2 separate regions of the Mus musculus genome follow, and region 1 is linked to region 2. A link is a contact called in public Hi-C data. All regions are on one chromosome and are shown on one strand. The core of a region is the stretch at or near the end of the contact, and the rest is flanking DNA. Distances in the headings are between cores, read along the strand shown. Region 1 overlaps Ltbp1 (latent transforming growth factor beta binding protein 1). Region 2 overlaps Ttc27 (tetratricopeptide repeat domain 27).

What was found. Hi-C and Micro-C count contacts between places; a contact is called where the count stands out from the background.
Region 1: a contact with region 2 is called in a Hi-C map of bone marrow-derived macrophages, with 2.5 times the contacts expected there. The contact joins two enhancer-like sites. A contact is called at or near these places in 6 of 484 Hi-C or Micro-C datasets (the C2C12 cell line, Sertoli cells, bone marrow-derived macrophages and 2 more) and 1 of 9 other capture datasets (embryonic stem cells).

Annotation. Positions count from the first base shown.
Region 1 is chr17:75,196,871-75,201,451 of GRCm38.p6, reverse strand. The region is part of intron 5 of Ltbp1 (latent transforming growth factor beta binding protein 1); the gene reads right to left. Among named protein-coding and RNA genes, the nearest start is that of Ltbp1, 190 kb to the right of the region's middle. Within about 2 kb of position 1,926, at least 61 of the 459 cell types and tissues checked have an H3K27ac peak or open chromatin away from gene starts, as enhancers often do. A contact at or near this core is called in the C2C12 cell line and bone marrow-derived macrophages, where this site is marked.
Region 2 is chr17:74,806,509-74,811,348 of GRCm38.p6, reverse strand. The region is part of intron 13 of Ttc27 (tetratricopeptide repeat domain 27); the gene reads right to left. Among named protein-coding and RNA genes, the nearest start is that of Ttc27, 91 kb to the right of the region's middle. Within about 2 kb of position 2,833, at least 29 of the 459 cell types and tissues checked have an H3K27ac peak or open chromatin away from gene starts, as enhancers often do. A contact at or near this core is called in the C2C12 cell line and bone marrow-derived macrophages, where this site is marked.

The DNA of each region.
Region 1 (4,581 bases), core at 677-3,176, 390 kb before region 2:
ATTCTCTCTCTGGGTTGAGACAGGCCTGGGTTTTCTAGACAGACGAAGTGTTACTTGTTTCTCTGGATGAAGAGAAGCAGCTGGGAGAATGGTTAATAAATCTGTGAGGGGCACACACAATGTCCATGGTCAACTTGACTCTTCTTCTCCTACCTCAGAGCCAAATTTATTTGGGGAAGATTTCTTTTCTGATGTTACCAGATTGCCACACAACATGACAGAGTGACCCAAAGGAGCTCTGACACCAAGATTCCAAGTAGGTCATCAGGGGCTACTAAATAACAACACACTCACTGGAGTTCCTGGTGTGCATGCACGCATGTGTGTGCGCGCGTGTGGAGTATACATGTGTATATGAGTGTGTGTGCTCACATAAGTGTGTGTACACACATATATCTGTGCATGTGTGTGTATGAGTACACATGTGAGTGTGTGTGAGTGTATGTGTGTAGTATGTTTGCATGTGTGTATATGAGTGCATGTGTGTGCGAGTATATGTGGATGTATGTGTATGTTTGTTTGTGTGTGTATGTGTGTATGAATTTGTGTGTGTGTGTGTGTGTGTGTGTGTGTGTGTGTGTGTGTGTGTATTCCTGATCATGCATGTATATACATGAGGAGGCCAGAGGTCAACCTTGGGGATCTTCCTCAATTGCTTTCTACCTTAACTTCTGAAATAGTATCTCTCATCCAACCTGGAGCTGGCTAACTCAGTTACATTGGTCAGGACCCCAAGGATCCATCAGGCTCCAGAGGCCCTAGCACTGAGATTACAGAGACCCACTACCACATCTAGCCTTTCCGTTGGCACTGGAGATCTAGCTCAGGTTCTTATGTGTGCACAGCAAGCATTTTACCAAGGAAGCCACCTCCCAGCATTCCTGCCTTTTTAGCTTATAAAAATTTGATTTAAGAAATTAAATGACAAAAACTGAGAAACAGAAGATGGGCTGGAGAGATGTCTCCGTGATTAAAAACACTTGTCCTTCCAGAGGATATCAGCTCAGTTCCCAGAACCCACAAAGGGCAGCTGACATTTGCCTGTAACTTCAGCTCCAGGGGATCCAGTGTTCTCTTCTGGCTTAGGCAGGTCCTGCACCCACATGTGTGCATATACACACAGAGACATATAAATCAACTAAAGAATTTTTTGAGAGAGAGAGAGAGAAGAAGAATAAAAATTCCTCCCTGGATTTAGAACCTGTGATGTTCTCTAAAGCATTAAACAATGACTGGCAGCTCTCTGAACACTCAAACTCTCTGTGTTGCCTGCTAAATGACTGAAAAGCCAGGCCTTGACTACCCAGCAAGCATCCAAAGTTCAGAAGAGTGGATGCCATTCACTGGCTCAGCCTGAAGGACTCGACGTTCTCATTATTTGTGACAGTGTATCCAGGAAGTATAAGACACAATGACAAGCAAAAATGCTTATCTCTGACATTACGAGAAGGACCTAGGCAGGGCCGAGAAGAGACAAGGACACACACAGCTGTCATGACCACAGCCACCACTCGCCAGCCGATGCTTTGTCCTCTTTCAGAAGCAAGCTTAGGGACCTTAAGCCCCTGTATTCCCATCTCATTGTCTGACTGACATTTGCGTTTTGCCACAGCTGAGTCACAAAGATAACATGTTTCCTGTTTCATCATACGATGCGCTAGACTAACAATGTGTCTTCCCTATTGAAGAATGGGGAAGAGGTCCACCCAGTGTTCTTACCACTTGGAAGGGGAGTATTTTCTGACATCAGAGCTGCCTAGCTCTATAACCCATATTGGCATTAGAGGAGAGGGAAGGAGAGAAGGACTCACTATTTGCAGTGTTTAAAAGTTACTTCCCCCAAACCTGAATCTCTGCTTTAGAGTCCAGTAAGTACAAGGATTCTGAGTAATACATGTGAATCACAGGAAAGAGACTTTACATCTCTCCAAAAAGACGGTGGGGCATTTAGGTGAACACAATGTCTATGAATCAGACCTGCTTTCTCTCTTCACGTCTGTTCAATGATCAATTGGGAAACCCTCCAGTTGGTAGCTGGAGAGGAGTTAAGCCCACCTGGATTTCCAGAAAACACTGAGGACTCTCATCTCATGTCTTCCTCTGGGATGACCCAGAAATCACTCAGAACTTAGTATCATTCCTGTCCAGGCCCACAGCAGCTCTCAGGGGTAGGAAGCCACTTTCTGTGACTAGGAATGAGGATCTGACTTCCTGCAGGACTTGAGGACGCTACTCTAGGTGAGGACTTGTATTTAGAATCATGAATCCCCAAGAACTGCCTTCAAAATTCTCCACTTCAGTCTGTATGAAGTTTATGTGACACCCCATGCTTGTTCTCATGCCCAACAAAGGTTTGTGTAATAATTGAGATATATTCTGTTTTACACATATAGTCTGCCTTGAGTAATGTCATCTCAGCTTCTCCTGGGTACCCAATAGCTCTTATCCTCACCTTAATTGGGTAATAATCCAGGAACGTATATTTGCATTTCATCACCTGGGACAAAGTCCCCCTGACATCACCTCTCATTCACTACCAGTCCTTCCTCAGAGCAACAGCACCCTCAGGGAGTCACCTTCAAACTCTCTAGATAGGAAAACCTCTCAAAGCTCATCACTCCCATTTGACAGCATGGATGAGAGTCCAGTGCCAGGGTTCTCAACTTGGACTACACGTCCACTCCAGCATAGAGAAGACAGCATGAAACAACGGTGGGTACAGGAGAACACAGTACTGGATTCTGAGCTTCAAACCTGCCTTTTCAAACAAACTTGCTCCATGGTGCTGAGCAGTTATTTAACCTCATCTATAGAATGCCTGCAGACCCCTGATTTCTCAGCCACTGGGCATTGGGCATACAGACAGCACTCCACAGTGCTGTTACAAATCCAAGGTTCCTCTTCCTCCTTCATAAACGTATATGCCACTCATTAAACTTCAGGGTCTTCATGTGTTTCCCACTAGGAGCTTATGTCTAAGGTCAAAAAGGCAAAACAGCTGAACCAAAGCATTTAGCCGGATATGGTGGCACACACCATATCCATATGTAACCTTAGTACTTTGGAGGTGAAAGCAGGAGGATCAGGAGTTCAAAATCATCCTTACTGTATGATGAATGAGCATCCAGCCTGGGTCATATGAGTGTAATGCAAATGATCCAAGGCTGCTTCAAGCATCCTGTAAGACACAGGGCAGACTTGAAACATCAGATTCTTCACTGGAATGTGAACATAAAAGGGACTTGCAGGCTCAGTGTCAAATCCTGGAAAAGGCCATCTCATACATAAGCAAGATGTAAATCAATACACTAACTCACCCCATCACCCAACTTCAAAATGTCTCCTGAAGAGTGTGCTGGGGATATGTTAGTTCAACTACCCAGTAGATAGTTGGGTAATTAAGAGTTAATACTAATAAGTGCATAGTCTATGGATTAATAACACTTCCTATGGCTTATCCTAGGACCTTCACAGATATATTATGTGGTTATGTTACTACTCATTGTCCAATTGATGGGATCTAGAATTACAGAATAGACATGAGTCTCTAGGGAGCCTGAAGGATTAGCTAGACCAGTGGTTTTCAACCTTCCTAATGCCGCAACCCTTTGGCACAGCTCTCATGTTGTGGTGGTCCCCAAGCATAAAATTACTTTGTTGCTAGGTCATAACTGTTATTTTGCTACTAGCATGGATCATAATGTACATATCCACTATGCAGGATATCTGATATGCAATTCCACATTGGGGTTTTGACCCCCGTGTTAAGAACCTTTGAGCTAGCTGTCTATTAACTGAGTCTGGATAAATAAGTTACAATATATGCTGGGATGAACTGTGGTACAGTATTTAAAATTATCAAGGGAGACTTATTTCTATGGCTATTAGTTGGTAGGCAAAAAAAGCACAGCACAGTAATTAATATATTAGGAAAGCTCCAGGCTGTATTTATATATCTGCCAATACATACCCATTCTAGAAGGCATATAAATGGACCCATTTGTATGTCTAAGAAAGAGATCTGAGTACTCACAGGACAGAAATAGAAACAAAACTTACATTTGTCAAATGGTTCCCATCCCACTTTTTTGTCCATTTTATAAGTCGTTTATTATTTTTTCAATGATGTACAAATCCATTTCTTTTTCAAAAAAAAAAAAAAAAAAAAAACAAACCTGTCATCAGATATAGTTAACTGTAACTTTGGTATGAGCAAAGACCAGCCAAAAAGAGAAGTGTGTTCAAATGGGGAAGTTGACAAGACAATTTAATAGATATTCCTTTGAAAAGGATGTTGGTACATACCATAATCCCTGCATTCGGAAGGCTCAGGCAGGAAGACAGCAAGTTAAGCACTAGCTGGGCTACTCAGCTGTACTCTGTCATCATTATCATTAACATCACTGCAGCCATCACCATCACCATTACCACAAACAACATTACTACCAACAACAACAACAACACCACCATCTAGACAGAGGTCTGGGAACCCCCAGTGAAACTCCAGGGGTTAGACAGAGTCTATTGACAGCATCTGTGGCCTTGGATGAGGACATAAAAGATGCCGTATAGCCTCCAAGA
Region 2 (4,840 bases), core at 1,584-4,083:
AACAACTGTTTATTTTAAATAATGTGATGCCTGTATTTAAATAATGATTGCTTAAATATTTTAAATAACTTAAAACAAAAAACAAAAACAAAACCACAAGTGGCTGGAATATGGCCCCCTAGCATCAGAGAGAGTATAACAGAAGTGAGCAGACGATGGCTGACTCAGGAGACTCTGAGCACCTGCGTGGCTTCAGCTGTAATACGCAACCTCAGAGACTCAGTTCCTGGATGTTAAGGGGGGGGGGGTGTTAAACCAGGCTATAATTCCAAGGCTCTGGGACTCCCCAGAAGTGATAGGGTTCTGAGGTACACTGGTGCCATCTAGTGGTGGGATAAATACATTGGTCATACAAGACAGTATTTGGAATCAGCAGATTTGAAGAGATATAAAGGGAGTCTATTCAATTAGAGGCCTTAGAAATCAATTCAAAAGAGGCCAAGAGAAAAACATGGTCTATAGAGGAAGTTTACTCAAAGCTTCATGATTACTAGTTTCTGGAGTGCAGTGTTGGGTAGTGAGGAGAGCAATTACAGCACTTTATAAACTTCAACACCAAAAATAGAAATTAGCCATCTAAGGCCACTAGAGAATGAGTAAAATTACTTTTATGACTAAAAAGATAACTTTACAGCACGAAGGAAACAGACAGAAATACCACTTGCTTGGATATCACAATTTCCTTTTGTTTTGTTTTGTTTTGTTTTCAAGACAGAGTTTCTCTGTGTAGTCCCGGCTGTCCTGGAACTCACTCTGTAGACCAGGCTGACCTTGAACTCAGAGATCTGCCTGCCTCTGCCTCCCAAGTGCTGGGATTAAAGGCGTGCACCACCACTGCCTCGCCAGTTTTCTGACTTGCTACCCAGAGTTCCTTCTTCCTAAGGGACTGGGGGGCTTGGGGGTGGGAATGGGGCGCTGTCCACATGAATAAACAAGTTCACAATTTCTGCTATGTCCCTTCGGGACCAACTGGTTGGCGTCTGTCTGTCACATGAACTAAAGGTTAACATAATCTAGCCCTAAAGGCACGCCCCGTTCTCTATCCTGTGCCTTCTTCCCTACCTCAGTCTCATGGCACAAATGAAAACAAGCTGTTGAATATAGTTCAACAAACAGGAAATACCCTTAGGCCAAATCCAAGATCACTGCCACCTCTGTTTGGTAGTGGCTTTCCCCAAGACATGCTCCATGCTCTTAAGTCGTGCATCACCATACTTGCACTCTAATATTCCCCTCACTGAAGGAGAACACTCTTTAACCTGTCAGTTTTACTGTCTCCCTAAGGGGATAGTTTCCTTAATTTTCCTTTTACTGTTGTAAAAGAATTCTACTATTGGTTGTTTAATGCTGTTTCTTGTTTGGATGTTTACAGCTATTCTGTTATTTGCCTCTTCTTTCCAGAAAACTTACACCACGTAAGTCATCTGCTCCCGAGACCTTCCCAGAAGGTTTATCTCCCTGTTGGCTACAGATAACGGGCAAGAGTGATTTCTCTCATCACCTTGCAGAGCAACAGGCGGGAGAGACAGTTGCACGTTTGCTGCAGAGAGCTGACTGCACCAGAACTGAGCTAGCCCATACGTATGCTGGCTCTGCTTTTCCGAGCAGTGGAGTGATTGCAGACTCGGCTTTCCACCTTATGCAGGCACAGAACAGACCGGCCTGTGCCATGCCTCTGGGGTTCCTAGGTCTCAGAACCAAGCAGGCATCAGGCAGGGTTTCCACCTTCCCCACTCTATCACGGCCCAGACGCTACCACAGGGTTCTTGGCAGCTGTAAAATTAAGCCTTAGGAGTTTCTTTCTTTTTTTTCCCTTCCTTCCTTTCTTTTTTTTTTCCTTCCTTCCTTTCTTTTTTTTATTGCTAGCCAATATGAGAAAGAAAGAAAAAGACTCTTTTTTTTCTGTACATATTATTCACATATGTCCATCCTGTCTGCTCTTTGAAAAGGGAACACCAACCTCCTTGAATTTTCTACCACAAGTAATAACTTTACGACAGAAATTATTGGGTCACATTTCAAATGTAGATACTTTATCCTTTCAAAAACTAAAATGAGTCAGGCATAGTGTCACATGCCATAAACCCAGTGTTAGGGAGGCTGAAGCAGAAAAATGACAAGCTCAAAGCCAACCTAGCCTACACAGTAAGATCCTGCCTCAAAACAAAAACCACTAAAAGGACAGGCAACATTTGCCCTGTACATAAGGGTGAGTATGGCCCAGGCCTTGGGATGAACCATGATTCAAAGGTCTGACTCACAGGGAGAGCTCAGGAGATTCACTGGGCACCCTGTGCCAGACAGCTCCAATCTTACAACTTTATTCTGCTTCTTCCAATAGCCCAGTGACTCTTTGTTGACGGGAAACAACGTCTACGCTAACAGCTGAAGGTATTCAGGACGCTCTAGACTTGGCCTTGGCCAATATGGCACTGTGTCCTCCACAATCTCCTACAGAGGTCAAACCGAGAAGTTAAGAGCTCTGAAGCTAGGGCAAATGTCCAGGCTGAATATCAACTCCTGTCTTCATCAACTACAGCGGCTGGTACAAACTGACACTTCTAATTCTTCATCTATAAAGTTAGTAAAAACATTAAGGATCTTGGTGATTGTGCCGCTGGCTAAGAGTATCTACAGAGTGCTTAAAAGTCAGTACCTGAAGCCTGGTCATATGTAAAACTCCTTGCTGTGTTACTATTAGGATAGAATAGAATAAAGTCAGAACTCTACAGTCACCAAGAATCTTTGCTTTCTAAATGACTGGTGTTTGCACATGCAGAATATATTATTCCCAGAAGACATGCCCCCAGTTTCACTTCTGTGAATCTAACCCTTCTTTAAGTGCTCAGTGAAAATCACTTCTCCATCAGGCCTTTCCTGACCATCCATTGTTGCTTCATTCGCCTCTAGGCAGCAAAAGCACACTGCCCATTTATTCTACCACTGCTCACAGGGGACTCACACCTCTCCTCTCCCCACTGACACACAAAAAACAAAGGATTGCAAGCCTGCATCTTAACAAGCTTTTGCATCTCTCAATACTGCTAAAGGAATCCACGTTACATCCTAGCTTAGATCATCAGTGCTTTAAAAAGCTCCAGTCTCAGGAAAGCATTAGTCCCGTTGACTGCCCCCTACCACTCAGCACTGCCACTGGCTTCCCTTCACCTTTGTCCACCAGTGTTTCACTTCTGCCTGCAATAAAACAAGGCCGTCTAGTATCTCTTTACTTAGCTGTCTATTCTCGGTTCAGCACTGCATTTGACCACCATCTCCCTAGGAAGCAGGTTACTGATAGTAATCTGCTGTCTCACCGCACCCACTCTTCAGTCCTCAGAGTCTGTTTTTGATCGTCACCAGCAGGCTTCAAGCCAGGGACCAGTTCTTGGCTTTCTATGAATGTTATAGCATTTGGCATCACCCTGATAGTTTCATTTCTATGATCCCTTCCCTTAGTTCTTTCCCCTCTGGCCAATGTGCTGTGTTGACCCGAGTATATTCCATTTCATTTGTATTTCTGGCAGTGTCCTTCTCCTACCTTCCTCCAGTCACTGGAGATGTCCAGAGTACAGGGCTCGGTCTCATATTCTAAGCTGGTACAATGTTCTCTAAGACATTTGCTTACTACTGCAGTTTCAATTTAAGTCCGAGGAGCAGCATCTGCATGCTCTATACAATGGCTTTTCACTCAGGCTTTTAGCTCTAAGGGACTGTCAGCTATCTTTGCTTTAACACAGCACCGTCACCTCCTATTTAACACCCAAAACCATATCACATCTCCTGCAAAAAGGTACTTTCCCTTCTTCCTGAATTTCCTGTGGCTAATTTAAGAGACATCTGAGTCAGGAGATGTTGCTGCGTAGTATAATGTATAGTTGCCATGTGCCAACACTCGGGTTCAATCCCCCTGTACTACACACAGACACAGACACAGACACAGACACAGACACAGACACAGACACAGACACACATACACACACAGCATCTGGCATTCACACTGGTTCCAAGGCTTCCTTCAATCATGCCAATCCAAGGGTAAACTCGAAAATTTTCCTTTGTAGCAAACCTCAACCTATTCTTGCTCCTTCCTGCTCCTGCTCCTTCCTGCTCCTTCCTGCTCCTGCTCACAGCTGAAGTCACAGTTAAACTTTCAACAATACTATGTGTGCCGTCATTTACACAAAATCACAATAGAGTCCCCTACCCGTAGAGTTAGATAACCCTAAAGCAGGGCCTTAAGTGGTTCACAAACTGGTTCTCCTTTTGTTCTTTTCCAGCACAAGCTCTTTGCTCTCTGCTCATAGGCTGGCCCAGCTAATGCATGCCACATCTGCACCTGCTCTATGGCAGGCCATTGATACTGTTTAGTCACATAACTACGTAACCACCTATCCAAGCAACCACCTTTCCGAAAAGACAAAGAATACTAAAACAATTTCAAATTGATGATTTTTAAAAAGCATATCTATTAACTATTTAGCAGTTGTTGATTTTATCATGTTGGGGGATTTAAAGACTACTGTATTTAAAAACCCCAAATCAAATATCTATCAAGTATGTTGGTTCAAATATAATCCAGGACTCAGGAGGCCGAGGCAAGAGGACTGTGAATTCTGGACCATTTTGGGAGACAAAGTGAGTCAGTATCTCATCATACTGCCACCACCACTATTAGCAACAACACAGAAGCCGCTTACCAGGAAATACATGAAGCAAAATGGCATCTTATTGTGTGCAATTTGTGTCCTCTAAAACAAGTAACTTCATCGTCAATATCTGTCTAGCATACATGAATTTATAGCAGCACTTAGAAATGTTAGATTTGTCCCATGACAGATGG